2 separate regions of the Columba livia genome follow, and region 2 is linked to region 1. Evidence: chromatin contacts called from public Hi-C data. All regions are on one chromosome and are shown on one strand. The core of a region is the stretch at or near the end of the contact, and the rest is flanking DNA. Distances in the headings are between cores, read along the strand shown. Region 1 overlaps LOC102087267 (serine protease inhibitor Kazal-type 5-like). Region 2 holds the start of LOC110359585.

Region 1 (6,752 bases), core at 1,906-4,405:
TGGCCCAGGACTCAGAAAAAAACCTATTCTACTCCTGATTTCAATGAAATGTGTGGCTAGAGGAGGCTGAAATTCATAGGTCCATCTCACAATACCATTTTGGACAATTAGAGGAGACGAGGCTTTTCCAGCAGAGAGCTCTCAGTCTGCTTAGCTGCATGGGAAAAGCTGGCTATAGAAAGATGTGGAAAGGAAGGGAAAAGTAATGCCAACTATGAAATAAGGCTTTCATTTCTCACAACATTTCTTCCTCCCGTTAGCTATGGAGAGATTTTAAAATGAGAAGTGCACTTTTTCAGAGGCTGATAGAAACGAGATCTTGGGAGGAAAAAGAAAACAATAGTGGACACAGGCTAGAGCTGGTGTTGCTGTTTCTGTTGCCGGACTCTGATCCTGAATGTACCAAAAAGGGGAGAGAAAAGGTCGTCAGAGTTCGGACACACTGAGCCTGTTTCCAGAGAAGGCTTTTCCTCAAAGCCACGCTGCCACAGGGTGCCATGAGACCCATGTTAGTTCAGAAGTTCATTTATAAATTTGAACTTTATTCTTGGTGAGCTCTTACCCTGCCAACATTTACTTCTGGTTGGTTTAGCCATAATCAATATGCGCTTATTGTTGTGTTAATCATTTGTATCTGCTCTCCGGTGTGGAATACAATACTTCCTGAGTGAAATCTCCCCAAAGCTGATAGATCATGGTTAAACACTGCTGATAAACTTTAGCTAACTGCTGTTGACCCTTGGGTTGGGCTGAGATTAGATAAGGCCTAATTAACTCTTGCTCCTTTTCCTAATGACTGCTCAAGCTCAAAGACAGAGAGAAAAAGTTTAAGGCAGCTAAAATAGGGACACTGTGATGCTTTGGGCCATAGCTGATGGCTGTTGCTTGTCATCCCTCCAAAAATGTGCTTTGTTTTGAGTGCTGGGACCTGCTCCTGGGACACATATGAGGTATTAGAGGAAAGATGCTGGGGTATAAGAGCATTGGCACGGGCAGCCCTGCCAGGAAAGGTGATGCTGTGGGCATTGTTGGCAGCAATGTGCTTTCAGCTTTGGTCAATGGTCTTGATTAAAGAAGGATTTTGTCTTTGATTTAGGGAGCCTTTGAACATAGTGGATAAACATTTCCTTTCAATCAAGGGTTTCCTTTTGATTTCTGCATATAGTCAGCTCCCTATGTCCCTTGGTGAGCTTTGCACTTGAATCACTTTCCTAATAAATGTGACATTATTTTTGATGTCTTGTACGTTCTCAGCCTGGTTGTGAAAGCAAGGTGCTCCGCTGTGAAAACGCTGTCTCCGATGCCCATCGGGGGTATGAGGAGCAGCCCTTTTGCTCTGGTAATGGAGATGAAACAATTCACTGCTGAACCTTCTTTCCCCAAGCAGCTTTTAACTTCTTTGGTTTTTTTCTTCTACACAACGAAGCGCCTGCCAAAGCCTGCAGTATGCTTTGCCTTCTTATCCTTATTCATCCCTGCCAAGATCCTCTTTTCTTCATTCCTTCAAATTTTTGAGCTTCTGGAAGCCCCTGGCTCATATAATAGTTTCAAGTTGCACTCAGCAAGAAACTTGGTTCTCCTGTTAAAAACCAGCTGAGGTTCCCATGTTATGCTGTTGTTTCTGTAGGAAATACTCAGAGATGTTACATCTCCATCGAGGTGCAGACATGAATCAGACACAGACGCAGCTGCCACAAGTCCCTTTTACTCCGGGAACTACAGTTTCACCGTCTGGGACTGTCACCTGTTGGCTCATTTTGACATTTTACGCCCTGCTGACATTTATGTCCTTTCACTGGATCTGGCATTGCCTTTCCCACTGGATCCGGGCTTTGTCATTTCCAGGATCCTATAAATTCAGCTTTCAGCCATACAGAGCCCTGAGATTTTTATGGATGTGGAACAAAGATACATAAATGATAATTAAAGCCTCCATAGAAACACTCAGTGCCGGTCAGAAGTGTAAGTCATAAGTAATTATCATGATGTCCAGCTTTGCATTTATGATGCTGTATTATTATAAACTAGAGCTAACATTACGAGACTTAGACAGTCAGCAGTGGACTGGAGAGGTAAAAAACTTGGAGGAGGTCTCTGGGTCCCTTGTGAGGACAGGGTGCTGGACTAGGCGACCCGGTGCTTTCCGGGATACTGCTTTTATGCTCTTCCATCACATCAATATTTAAATCAAGGATTAAAACATTGATGACACCTAAGAGCTTTGCTGTCTGTACTTCATTGGCATGTAGGTCTTGCTCTGACTGAAGCCTCAGGACCTCCCATGACCTTGGTCCCAAGGAGCACTCAGTGTTTTACTGTGTTAGTGCACTTAACATCACCTATGTCTGTTGCTTGCTGAAAAGCCAGGGAAACATTTTCAAACAAAATTGTTCTGACATCCCTCAGACTTCCAGCCACAAGTGTGGGGTTGGCCTCATGGGCAAGGGGGCCCTGGAGGGAGCTGGGGACTGGGTTGGAGACCACCTGCTCCCCTTCACAGCCAGCAATGACACCTTCCAGAGCTCCGCACAGGGGTCACGAGCCTGTCTGGGCTCAGCATACCAAGGGGTCACCCCTTGCCCACTCTTCCCAGCATCAGGGGCTCCCACACAGCCCTTTCCGCAGCCCCAGCACCACCAACAAGTGTGACCCTGAGCCAAATGTCGCAATATCTGCCTGTTAACACCCCAGTTCCCGGGTGTCGGGACTGTAAGAGAAGTTCTGCTTTTACTTTAGCCCATTCTCTCTCTCGGGTTTGGAAGAAGGCTGGAAAATGTGAACCACCCCAAACAAGCCTGTTGGTAAATGACTTTATTTTGAAAAGGCTTAAGAACCATTTGTGGTTTCTAAGCTGTGATTCATGATCATCTGGGTCTGGTTTGTGATGTTTGAATGCTTTTGACTGGTGACTGTTGCAATTTCCCTGGGGCACTGGTGGAACATGCTGCTTCTTGTCTCTCTCCGGACTTCAAAACTTTCAAGTCCTTGACAAAAGTAAATCCTAGCCCTCTTCTGAGGACTGAGGCAGCTTTTTACTGTGCAGATCCCACCCTGGCTGGAGAGGAATTGTGGGCACCAGTCTCAGTGTGTCCTCCTGGCTACCTTCCCATCCCACTCTACATTTTGCTTGGTGGCTGCTGCACACAATATGCTTCTCTTGGTGCAAAGCAGTGAGACCCACCAAGGTGAGACCCTGCAGCTCCCAGCTGCTGCTGCTCTGCTTGTTGTCCGGAGATCTAATCTGCCTCTCCATGGACAGGAGCCCCTGGCAAACCCATCCAGTTTTTGTCCGGTATTTCACCCACAGATGGCCCAGCACTGGACCTGGGAGCCTCTGACTCCCACCAAACCATGTGCAGCCCCTTGACTGACCCTGGAGGAAATATTCAGCTGGAGATCTCTGGTTCCTGCTTGGGGATGATGTGTGGACCAGTGAATTCAACGGTTCATGGGACTGGTGGCTAAAAGGAACCCCAGGCAGAGCAGGGAAGGCTTGTCATTTGAGGGACATCTGCTTGTGTGTGGGTCATGTTCCCACTCTTAACAGAAGAAGTTTAAATAAAAGATTTGGTGCCTCCCCCTCGTTCCCCTGCCGGAAGAAGAACAGCTGCTCAACGCTGTTAAAGTTAAAAGCCCTCAATTAGGAAGAACACTAAAGGACAACACAGGAAGCCAGAAAGATGCTCTGTAGCTAAAATAACTACTGTGAGGTGCTGTGATAACAGAGTGAGACCGGAGGACAAATTGCCGGAGTGACACCCTGTTCCTGTTTGCAAGGATGGGGTGGGAAGGATTTGCAAGGATTGTGGTGGGAAGGGTCAGGCAGGGGAGTGGGGACATCCCAGAGCACCAGTAGCTGGGCCCAGTTCCCCTTGCAGAGCCCCCTGCACACTGCGGTCAGGCTGTCATGAGCAAATCCCACAGATAAGGCAAACTAAAGGGATCTTTAGCTTCACATCCAAGTGCTCTGCTTTTTCCCACACATGCTATGAGACAAGTTTAATTTAATTTAATTTTTTTTTTTTTTTTAATGCGGGCACAGAAAAAGAAAGTTGCTTTGAGATGGTTTGTTCAGATCCTATAACTGGCATTCAAAGGAAGATGAGCTTTCCTGTGTGCAAAGAGTGGGGCTGAGGCAGGAGTTGGCTGGAAGGGAATTGGCTCCATCTGGGCCAAATTCTGATCAGAGAGGGGCAGGTTTGCAAAAAGACAACCAATTTTTCTCCTTGGAAATAAAAAGCTTCTGGCATCACCTGCTGCTTACGTTGCTGCAGTGCCAGCTAGTTTCTTTCCAGGCCCAAAGACCACAACCCTGACTCCAATAGGGGCTTAATTGCTATTAATCCTGTTAATTGAATTTGGTTCTCCTGTGCCACTCAGCACTCTGACTGAAGGATGGAAATAGAAAAAGACAATGACTGGGGAAACAAGCTCAGCTGACTCAAGGCATGTGATGAGCCCTGGTATTATAAATATGTGTCCCCCCGCATTGAGGGTCTGTTCTGGAGGGAAGATGGTTGGTCTCAGCAAGTGGTGGTGGGATTGTGCTGGAATGTGCTGTGGATGCTGCACTGGGAAGAAGTGGATTCTGCTGGAATTGGGATTTGAGCGATCTGTGGACTGAATGTGAAATCTTAAATTAGGTCAAATTTCAGGTAATTATGAGACTTGGGGAAGCAGTGTGACTAACTATACTCTCAAGGATGGCCCTGGTTTTGTAGGGCTTTATTTGAAAGTGTGATCTGTGATAGTATTTTTCATTTCAAAGCCGTCTGTTTGGGGTATGTGTGCAGCAAAGGTGGTTTTTGAAAGGGTTTTCTCTCAGGTGGCCCAGTGGAACCAACTTTCCCATCAGAGATGTGTCTGCATCTGCTCATGGGCAGGCAGATTTTTCACGCGTGCCAGGTTTATGAGGAGCCCTGCGATGCTGGCACCTGCACTGGTTTCTGTGCTCACCGGTAACAACTTGCAGCAAGAGAGCTGGAGCAGGCTCTATTCATTTCTATATTGACAATATTTCTGTTGGAAAAGGATTTTGAGAAGTGGCTTTGCAGGCAATGGGCTCTGTTCTCTCTTTGTAAACTACGTGAAATCTCTATAGTGCTTGGAGGTTTTCTTCCTTCTCGGGCAGTCTCTGGTTGAACATTAGATGGTTGGGTAACAGTAGAAATGTCTGGATGCTGTCTTCCTGATTTCTGGAGTGAGATCTGCATGTTAGTTAAATTCTTGGGCATTCATTCCATGGAGCCAGGGCACTGCAATGTTGGTGTGCTAGGCACAAACTGACCACAGATGTATAAACTGGTGGTTGAGGTTTTTTTGAGAGAGTTCCTTGGTTTTTAGCTCTTGTCCTGTGTGTGTTACCATGAGCTGATGATCATCACCAGCCTGTGGAATAGGCAGAGCTGGCTATGTTTGGGAGAGTGCTGCCAAATAACAGCACAGAAAGGTCTTTTAGCAAAGATCATGTAAGCCTAAATCAGAGATCTGAGTCACAGGTTTAATTTAATTAGTTCTAAAATTAGTGCAGAAGGATGAGGGAAGATTTGGGGGTATGCTTTATAAATGAGAATTGAGTAGCACAGGCTGGTGCTGTTTATACAGACTGATAGCAGTGTCCTGTGGCCTTTAATATAACTAATAAGCATGTTTTGTGTGCAAATTAGTATGCACAGTTCAGTATTGCCACTTATTGTATAACTTAGGGTAGTCAATTAATTTCTGGTTTTGCTTCCACCTAAGAATGATGCTCTTTTGTCTTTTCACAGTTTCTACAGAAAAGAATTTTGCCTTTTAACATGTGCATATTATCTGGGACAATGGCACTACGACTTTAGTGACTGCTGCAGGGTAAATAATCAGTAATAATGGTAGTTTGTACATAAAAAAATGTGCCATTGCTTTTATTTCTGGAGATTTTCCCTTCAACTTGAACTTTGCTTTGTAAACTGGTTTAAGCATGTGTCCTAGTGAATCCTTTGGCTTCTCTTTCACTTCTCAAGACAAAGGTTAATGAGCTGTTTGTTGGTCAAGGAGTGAAGTAAGATATGAACTAAAGATTTTGGTGGCCACCTAATGGAAAAGCAAATTTGGGCTTGAAAATGTCTTAGGAAGTAGATTTCCTGGGGAGGGGCATTCCACCTTTGAACCACTTTTAACTAAGAGAAGAGCAAGTTCAAGACTTAAGTTTGGGAACATGATAAGGAATCCACCCATTCATTAAGAAACTTCTTGTAGTGAATGTCAAGGTCCTTCTCAGTCCCTGAGGGCCCCACGGTCCTGCTGAGCTTGGTGGCTTTGCACTGTGTTTTGATTCTGGTTTGGGCCATTCTGCAAATGCTGCCTGGAGTAGTTCACAGGAGCGTTGTGAGGATGTTGCATTGTTATGGGATCAAGCTAAACCCCACAACTGTTGTCTAAGGCATTTTGGGTCTGTGGGCATGCGGTGCATTTGCAGCATACAAATGATTGCACATCTTATCATGGTGTATGAATAGGGTAGGTGGTCTCCCTGCTAATTCCTAAGGTGTTTCTAAGCAGCCTGGGCTCCTCTCAATGCTCAAAGAAGTGGTGGAAGTTTCAGGAGGGGAATAGATGATGGCAATACTCAAGATATCCAAGAGAAAGGTTTTCAGTTGGAGAGGAAGATAAAAATACACCCATAAACTGTTCCTTGCTATATTCCAGTTCAGGTACCTGTCTTTCCCTCCTTGCCTCGAAGAACAGTCTTGGCACGTGGTGCCACATCCCAT
Region 2 (6,752 bases), core at 1,460-3,959, 84 kb after region 1:
GGGCAGTCAGTCCTAACAGACCTGACATTTGGAGGACTGCTGGCAATCACAACTGCAGCCCGTTTCTGCACCTCACCCACCACTTAGCTGCTGCTTGTAGGTAATTACACCGACTGTTGCTTATAGAGGATCCTTAGAGATTCTCCGGCCTCTGGAAATCTCGGCTGATGAAAGGAAGGGCTCAGAGTCACAGCGTTAATTTATTATTCATTAACAGCAAAGCGCTGGCAGTGTGGCATGCTGTACAGGCAGCAGTCTCACAGTCAAATAGTTAATGATCTTAAGCGACAATGTGTCACTCTGCAGAGACCAGAGAAAGCAGCTCTCTGAAGGGAGACAATTTACTTCCAAAAGACATGACTCTCTGCAACCATTTAGTGCCAAGTCCCTTCCCGGGGCTGGAACATCCCTCCTGTGAGAGGGAGGTCTGTGTGCAGGAAGGCATTTCGGTGTCAGATGCAATTTCTTAGGACCAAGACAAATTGAGGCTCTGAGAGATTGTGCTGGGGGTGTGTGGCTCAGGGGCTTCACACTCCTTCTTGTCCCCATTCACTGAGTGAGGGAGTTGGGGGTAAGAGATCACCAGCTCCAGCACTTATTTGCTTTCCTGGGAGCAGCGGAGGGGATGAGGATGGTCCCCAGGAGCCATGGTGCTTTGGAGACAAGTGGAGCTCCCGATCGCACCCAAGATGCCAGTGGTCCTCAGGGGGAATCTTCCAGGGGCCATGTCTGCTAAGCAGAAAAATCCACAGGGCAATTGGGGGGAAACTGTGAGTAGAAATGAATGGGGACCAATCCTTCACCTTGATGCAGAGCTTGGTTACTCAGGAGTAACTGAGGGCAGAGCAGGACCCTGGCGGCACCCCCTACCCCCAGCGGGGAGATCCTTAGGATGGAGATGAACCAAGTCCTCTTTCATGGGCAGCTCATTGGAAATCATTTTTTTGCTGCTGCTCAATAAAATCCTGCCACAACAACACAAAATCCTCTCACCATTACTAATCTAACACCCCCTCCAGGAAATTCAAGGCAGGAAATGTTGTCTGCCTGCTGAGGTATTTTATGGTACAATTCTTTAAGCAGTACCTCAGCACTTTATGTCATTATCTGATGTTTGTGAATTTAGGAAATGTCGTTCAATTACCCCACAACCTGATTAACACATTGCATGTAGTTATTTTGTTCTGCTCTATTTTATATCAAAGCTTTTGTTTTAGTGGATTGTTGCTGGCCAAAATATACCTCAGGCCAGTCTAGACCTTTCTGTTAATGCCGTTTCTCTCTGAGGCTCCATTCAGGATAAATGGTTTGTTACTACGTTCTTTCTCGATGCGGAGAAAAATGAAATGATGTTTTAAAAGAAAATTACTTAGAGACGTCTTTTTTGGGGGCTGGCTGTGTCAGAGCTGTTGCAGGGAGGCAGAGCTGAGATTTGTTGAGGGTTGGGAGGTGTGGGGCCAGATCCTCAGGCTTTTGCTGTTTGTATGCGGCTCCTAGACAGTCAAATTATTCCAGACACCCTTGCCTGTGATATCATCTGTGCTTAAACGACTGGAGATATGCAGGCAGCAATCAGATAGCTGAACTGCAAGGAGAAATATTACATGAGAGCAGCTTAGAGCAGGGGCTTTGCTTGCTGTAAATTGAATTCATGTTGTCATAGAAGATCCAGTTCTGCCCCCATGTGCAGAGGTCTGGGAACAGCAACCTGTTTTGGGGAGCTCTTGCCGTGTGCCACATCACTCATCAACGGGAAATAAATGCATTTCACATTTGTCTCTACAGTAGCACAGACTGGAGCACAGCACCACTTTATTCTTGATTACGGTGCGGTGTGTGACAGCAGGATACAGGAGCAAGGACAATGATATCGCTGCTGGAATAACAACTTGTGGTCTTGCAGGCACACATCCACCTTTCTGATTTTTCAAAAGAATTTTAAAGTATCATTTTTCTTTGTAGCCAGATGAAGCCCGTGACAAGGTTTAAACTAAGGCAGGGAAACTAAATGAAGAACATTTTAGGTGGTGGTAGATTATGGACTTGTTTGACACAGGGAATCTTAAGACCAGAGGAAAAGATTTCCAGGAAAATATCACTGTTATGGGAAGAAATTTCCAGAGTTTTTAGAAATATACCTCAATACAAGAGGATCCATCACAGGACTTCCAATGTTTATCCCACTCATATGGCTACAATCTTCTTAAAAGTTTGCCCTCCAAGAACTTGGAATAGCAGGGGGAGTTTTAGTTGAACTTTTCTGTGGTTCTCCTATCTGTAGAAAGGGTAAAATAATCCTGTGGCCCAAGCTACTTTATGGAGCCCACTATCATGAGACTCCTGAATATCACCGAGGGGTTTTGGCAGGTGTGTTCATTTTACCTTTTGCATTTGCAACATGTGTATGGCATTTCCCAAAGCTCACTCTTCCCAGTGCATGGAGACAGTCATTTTTGACTTCTCCTAATGCCTGTTTTCAACCCATCTGCTGCACTACAATTGCTCCTGTCCCATCCCTCTGCTTCTGGTTAATGGAGCTCCTTGTGCAACCCCATGTCACACCCAGCCCAGCAGCTCTTGCTGCTGCCAATTGTCTCCCCCCCTTTCTCATAGACCCTGTAGCCGGACTCTTTCCTTGCTCCTCTTCCTCCCCCTGCTGCCCTGTGAAGTGGCAGGGATTTCTGGAGGAAAAGAGCTGCTTTTGGAGCAGTCCTCGTTGGCTACCCAGACCCTCAGAAGCAGATGCAGATCAGAGGGAGATCTCCCCGGCAGATCTAACTAGTCAAAGGGCGGGTGTTGGCCAAACGAATGACGCCGTTCCCCAGCAGATACTCTGCCACTCACAACAACTCCTGAGCCACCAGTGTGACCTCAGCCTGGCTGGAGATGTAACCGGAGAAGCAGCAAAGCTTCTGGTAACTGGGGAGCACAGATCTGGAGGTGGGTTTGGAGAAGCTCGGGTCACAGGGCTGACAAGGGTTCAGGCTGTGTTCCACTGCGAACCCAGCAAGTGCCATCTCCACCAGCTGCAGGTTGTGAGGAAGCCTTGTTTTCAGGCTTTGGCATTCTTGCCCCTGGAGAATAATCAATATTAATGCTTCTGTGATTACAGCTTCCCTTCCAAATATGCTCACAATCAGTTCAAGGAATTTGAAAGTCAAGGCACTCAGGATGCTAAGAATACAACAGAAACAGATTTCAAAGGAACCCTTCAACTTCTGATATTTGTGAATAAGATCCAAACAGCATTACTCATTTATTTTTCAGGAAAACGATTTCATTGATATGAACAGGCTAAATCCCACAAGCCCTATTCTGTGCCTATAGTTCCCTTGCACTTTCAGCTACTTTTTTATGATTTATCTGCCCATGCCAAGCCTTGAACTTCTCCCAGGATAATAAGAAAAACAATCCTGATATTCTATTTAAAAAATCATGCTGCCTTTAAACCACATATATGAATCAAGCTTCTTCTAAAGCACAAACATGCTCCATCTCTCACTTCCTTCCGTCTCTACCTTAAATCAAAAATGTATTATTTTATGCAATATTCCTTATTTATTTTTCCATACACTCGTGATAGAGTTGAACCACTTAACAGAGCCTAGCACATTATTCTTCACTTATCTTCCTTAAAACATGACTTCAGCTGATACTCTAAATTTAACGCCACATAATAGTGGGGGAAGGGGGAGCCTAAGGACTTGCCTTCTGTTGGCAGATGCTGTGAATTTTTCTTGAATGTCTTTGGTATTAAGAAGCCCCTTTCACCACTTGCTTGCCATTAAGAGGAAACATTATCCCAGTATGGATTTAAGTCTACTTATTCTCATAATTTCTTAATCAGACTCATTCCCATTGTCAACAGATGAATAATTATTGCTCCTACACAGAAATGTCTTATAAACTTCTGAAGTTTTAGCAAATGCTTTCCAGTTGTGATGACTGTTTTCTCTCTGTTGGTGAGAAATCCAGTGTACCAGGAAGCTACAGGAGAGAGTGTGGAGGGGTTCATTGAGCCCTCAGCATCTTTACAGTACACTGACACCTGCCAAACCCCAGATTTTATGCCTATAACAGTTTAGAGCATGCCAAGCTGCTCTCCCCCCACCCTGGTGTACCCTGCAACTCTCCTGGAGCCCCAATACTGTCCAGTGTATGCAACATGGTGTGCACAAGTTCAAACCACTTTCAACAAATGGCCTTTTTTTGCATTACCAACTTCCATATGTAATTTCACAACGTCTATTATTGAGACAGTGCTCTCGTTTGGAAAGTACAAATCACTCATTGTACAGCAGGCTGCTTTTGTTAACAGCTGGGTGTAGCTCCCATTTTTGTTTAATTCTTCTGGGTATCTCTAACAAGTATTCGATAGAGCTTACCTCAATAATCAATACAATTTTCCTAGTTTACATAGCAAATAATTACTCTACGGGATTACTTTACAAGGTCAGGGGAGATGTGTATATATATTGCAGGGAGAGCAGGCTGAGAACCATCTACCGAACACCACAGGGGAAGGTTTGCAAGTAACGGGGTCCACAACCATCTCCGCTATGCAGACAACAAGAAGTGCTGCCCTTCTTGGGCTTGCACTTCTCAGCTGCCTTTCTGGTAAGTTGGTTTTGTTCCAGTCTTTGCTGGTGTCTCTAGTCCTCCTGAACCTCTGTCTTCATATAAACATCTTAAAGGAGAGTTCGATCTTTTGAAGAAGTGGTGATTTAGCAATAAGTGAGCTCTCTTCTAATGAACTTTATCTTTGTGCAGATAAATACTGTAGATCATTAGGATGCATTTGTCTGATTAAAATGTATGAGGCTTAGTGGGGATAATAGTACTGCAAAAGGAGAAAATTTTGTACTATTTCTTCTTTAGTGAGTCAAAATTTCTGGTTTCTCAAATAAGGACTTTTTAAAGCTTAGCACATAACTTCTTGTTTACTTGGAGCAGACAAATCATTTGGGAAAATAATAACTTCTCAGTAATAAGAAAGTGTATTTGGTTACTATATTGAGAAACTGATGATTCCTGAGGAATTTTGGTCAAGGACATTGTACAATCTTTGTATTTTATAATCTCTGTTTTTATTGTAGATATTGTTGTTGCTGAACGACTGGTGAGTAGCAGATATTCTTTGTCATTTAGATTTCTAAGTCTAGATGAATTATTCATACACTGTGTCCCAGGGAAGGCTTGAGGGAGAAAAAAATAAGCGAGTGACTGAGAAAGAAAGAATTAAAAGCGCCTCTAAGTATTATAACACCTCTTGTCCCCAAAATAAGAAAATACTTTTGTCAGAGGAAGATAACTTACCATGTTGATGACAAAAAACCCAACGAATAATGTAGAGTGAGAATCAGCACAGCACAGAATGCCAGCAGAAAATCTATATGACTATTGAATAACTGCCTAAATATCTTCCCTGTCTTGGTTCCCCAAGGAATGATCATCTTTGCCTGCAGCTCTTGCCGAAAGCACTGAAAGTCTTAATAATGAAAAGGTGCTTTTGCATGCCATAAGAAATGCAGTATATTTTGTTCTCTTGAAGGACCGACAGAGAAAAAAAATGACCAGCAGTAGTTTCCCAGTGCAGAGAAAACACGATTAACAGGAGGAAACAGTTAAAATATGCTGGGGTGGAAGGGTATTGAACCAAATCCATGGCTCTGATATGCAGTTCCCCCTCAGATCTGGGTGCTGAGACCTTCTTTTACTGGGAAAGGGGCTGAGCATGAGACGTTTTCTGCAGGAAAGCAGGAGGGTCATATACTACCAGAACTATTAGTAGCGGTGTCTCCTTGGGTGGGAGTACTTCGTACGCTGTGGCTTGTGACCATTCACTTTCTGTATGCTTGCCTCTGCTAGCTGGGTGAACCAGGCCAGCTCAACCAGCCGGGGCTCCAGCCGGGGTTCCAGCCAGAGTTCCAGCCAGGGTTCCGACCAGGGTTCCGTCCAGGATTTCGGCCAGGGTTCCGTCCAGGTCTTGAGCCGGGTCTCCAGCCAGGTCTCCAGCCGGGTCTTGAGCCAGGTCTCCAGCCAGGGTACCAGACGGGTCTCCAGCCGGGTCTTCAGCCAGGTCTTGAGCCAGGTCTCCAGCCAGGATTCCAGCCAGGCCTTGAGCCAGGTCTCCAGCCGGGATTCCAGCCGGGATTCCAGCCGGGGCTCCAGCCGGGATTCCAACCAGGTCTTGAACCAGGTCTCCAGCCGGGTCTCCAGAATGGAATTAACAACTTGGTAACTTCACTATTTATAATAGTATCTATTGTTTCCACCACCCACCACTCCCCTGCCTTCTCCCCATTTCAGGCTGCCCCAGGCAAGCACTTTCACTGCCTTTGAGTTTGTAGAGTCACTAGAACAACAAAGCCCTGTACCTGAAAAGTGCTTTTATGTTTTGCCATATCATAAACATTAAATAAACTTAAAGCACTTACATTGGAAAACATGGGGAACAAAACCTTTAAAAGCTGCTGTTGCTCCATGATTAGCAGATCGACTGCAGCGACCAGAAGAGCAACAACCTCGTCTGTGCCATCGGCTTCGACCCTCTTTGTGGCTCCAATGGCAGAACTTACAAAAACAAGTGCGAGTTCTGCAAAGCATTTTTGTAAGTATGGAGCTCACTGTGTAGCCGTGGAACCAGAGGAGTTGGAGCACACACACAGCAGCGGCCGCTGGTGTGGCAGCCCCTGAGCTCCTGTTGGCCCCCCCAGTATATCCATCCCTGCTCCGCATTCCTCTCCCAACAC

What was found. A called contact is a pair of places that touch in the nucleus more often than the background predicts.
Region 2: a contact with region 1 is called in a Hi-C map of crop, with 2.6 times the contacts expected there. The contact joins the promoter of LOC110359585 here to the enhancer-like site in region 1. A contact is called at or near these places in 2 of 2 Hi-C or Micro-C datasets (crop and liver).

What each region holds. Positions count from the first base shown.
Region 1 is chr14:4,228,861-4,235,612 of bColLiv1.pat.W.v2, forward strand. All of the region lies in intron 2 of LOC102087267 (serine protease inhibitor Kazal-type 5-like), which reads left to right. Among named protein-coding and RNA genes, the nearest start is that of SPINK1, 9.2 kb to the left of the region's middle. Within about 2 kb of position 3,156, at least 1 of the 3 cell types and tissues checked has an H3K27ac peak away from gene starts, as active enhancers do.
Region 2 is chr14:4,313,574-4,320,325 of bColLiv1.pat.W.v2, forward strand. LOC110359585 reads left to right here and starts at 2,710. Exons shown (of 6, transcript XM_021289214.2): 1 at 2,710-2,940; 2 at 4,482-4,617; 3 at 5,097-5,119; 4 at 5,869-6,237; 5 at 6,492-6,610. The coding sequence starts at 4,560.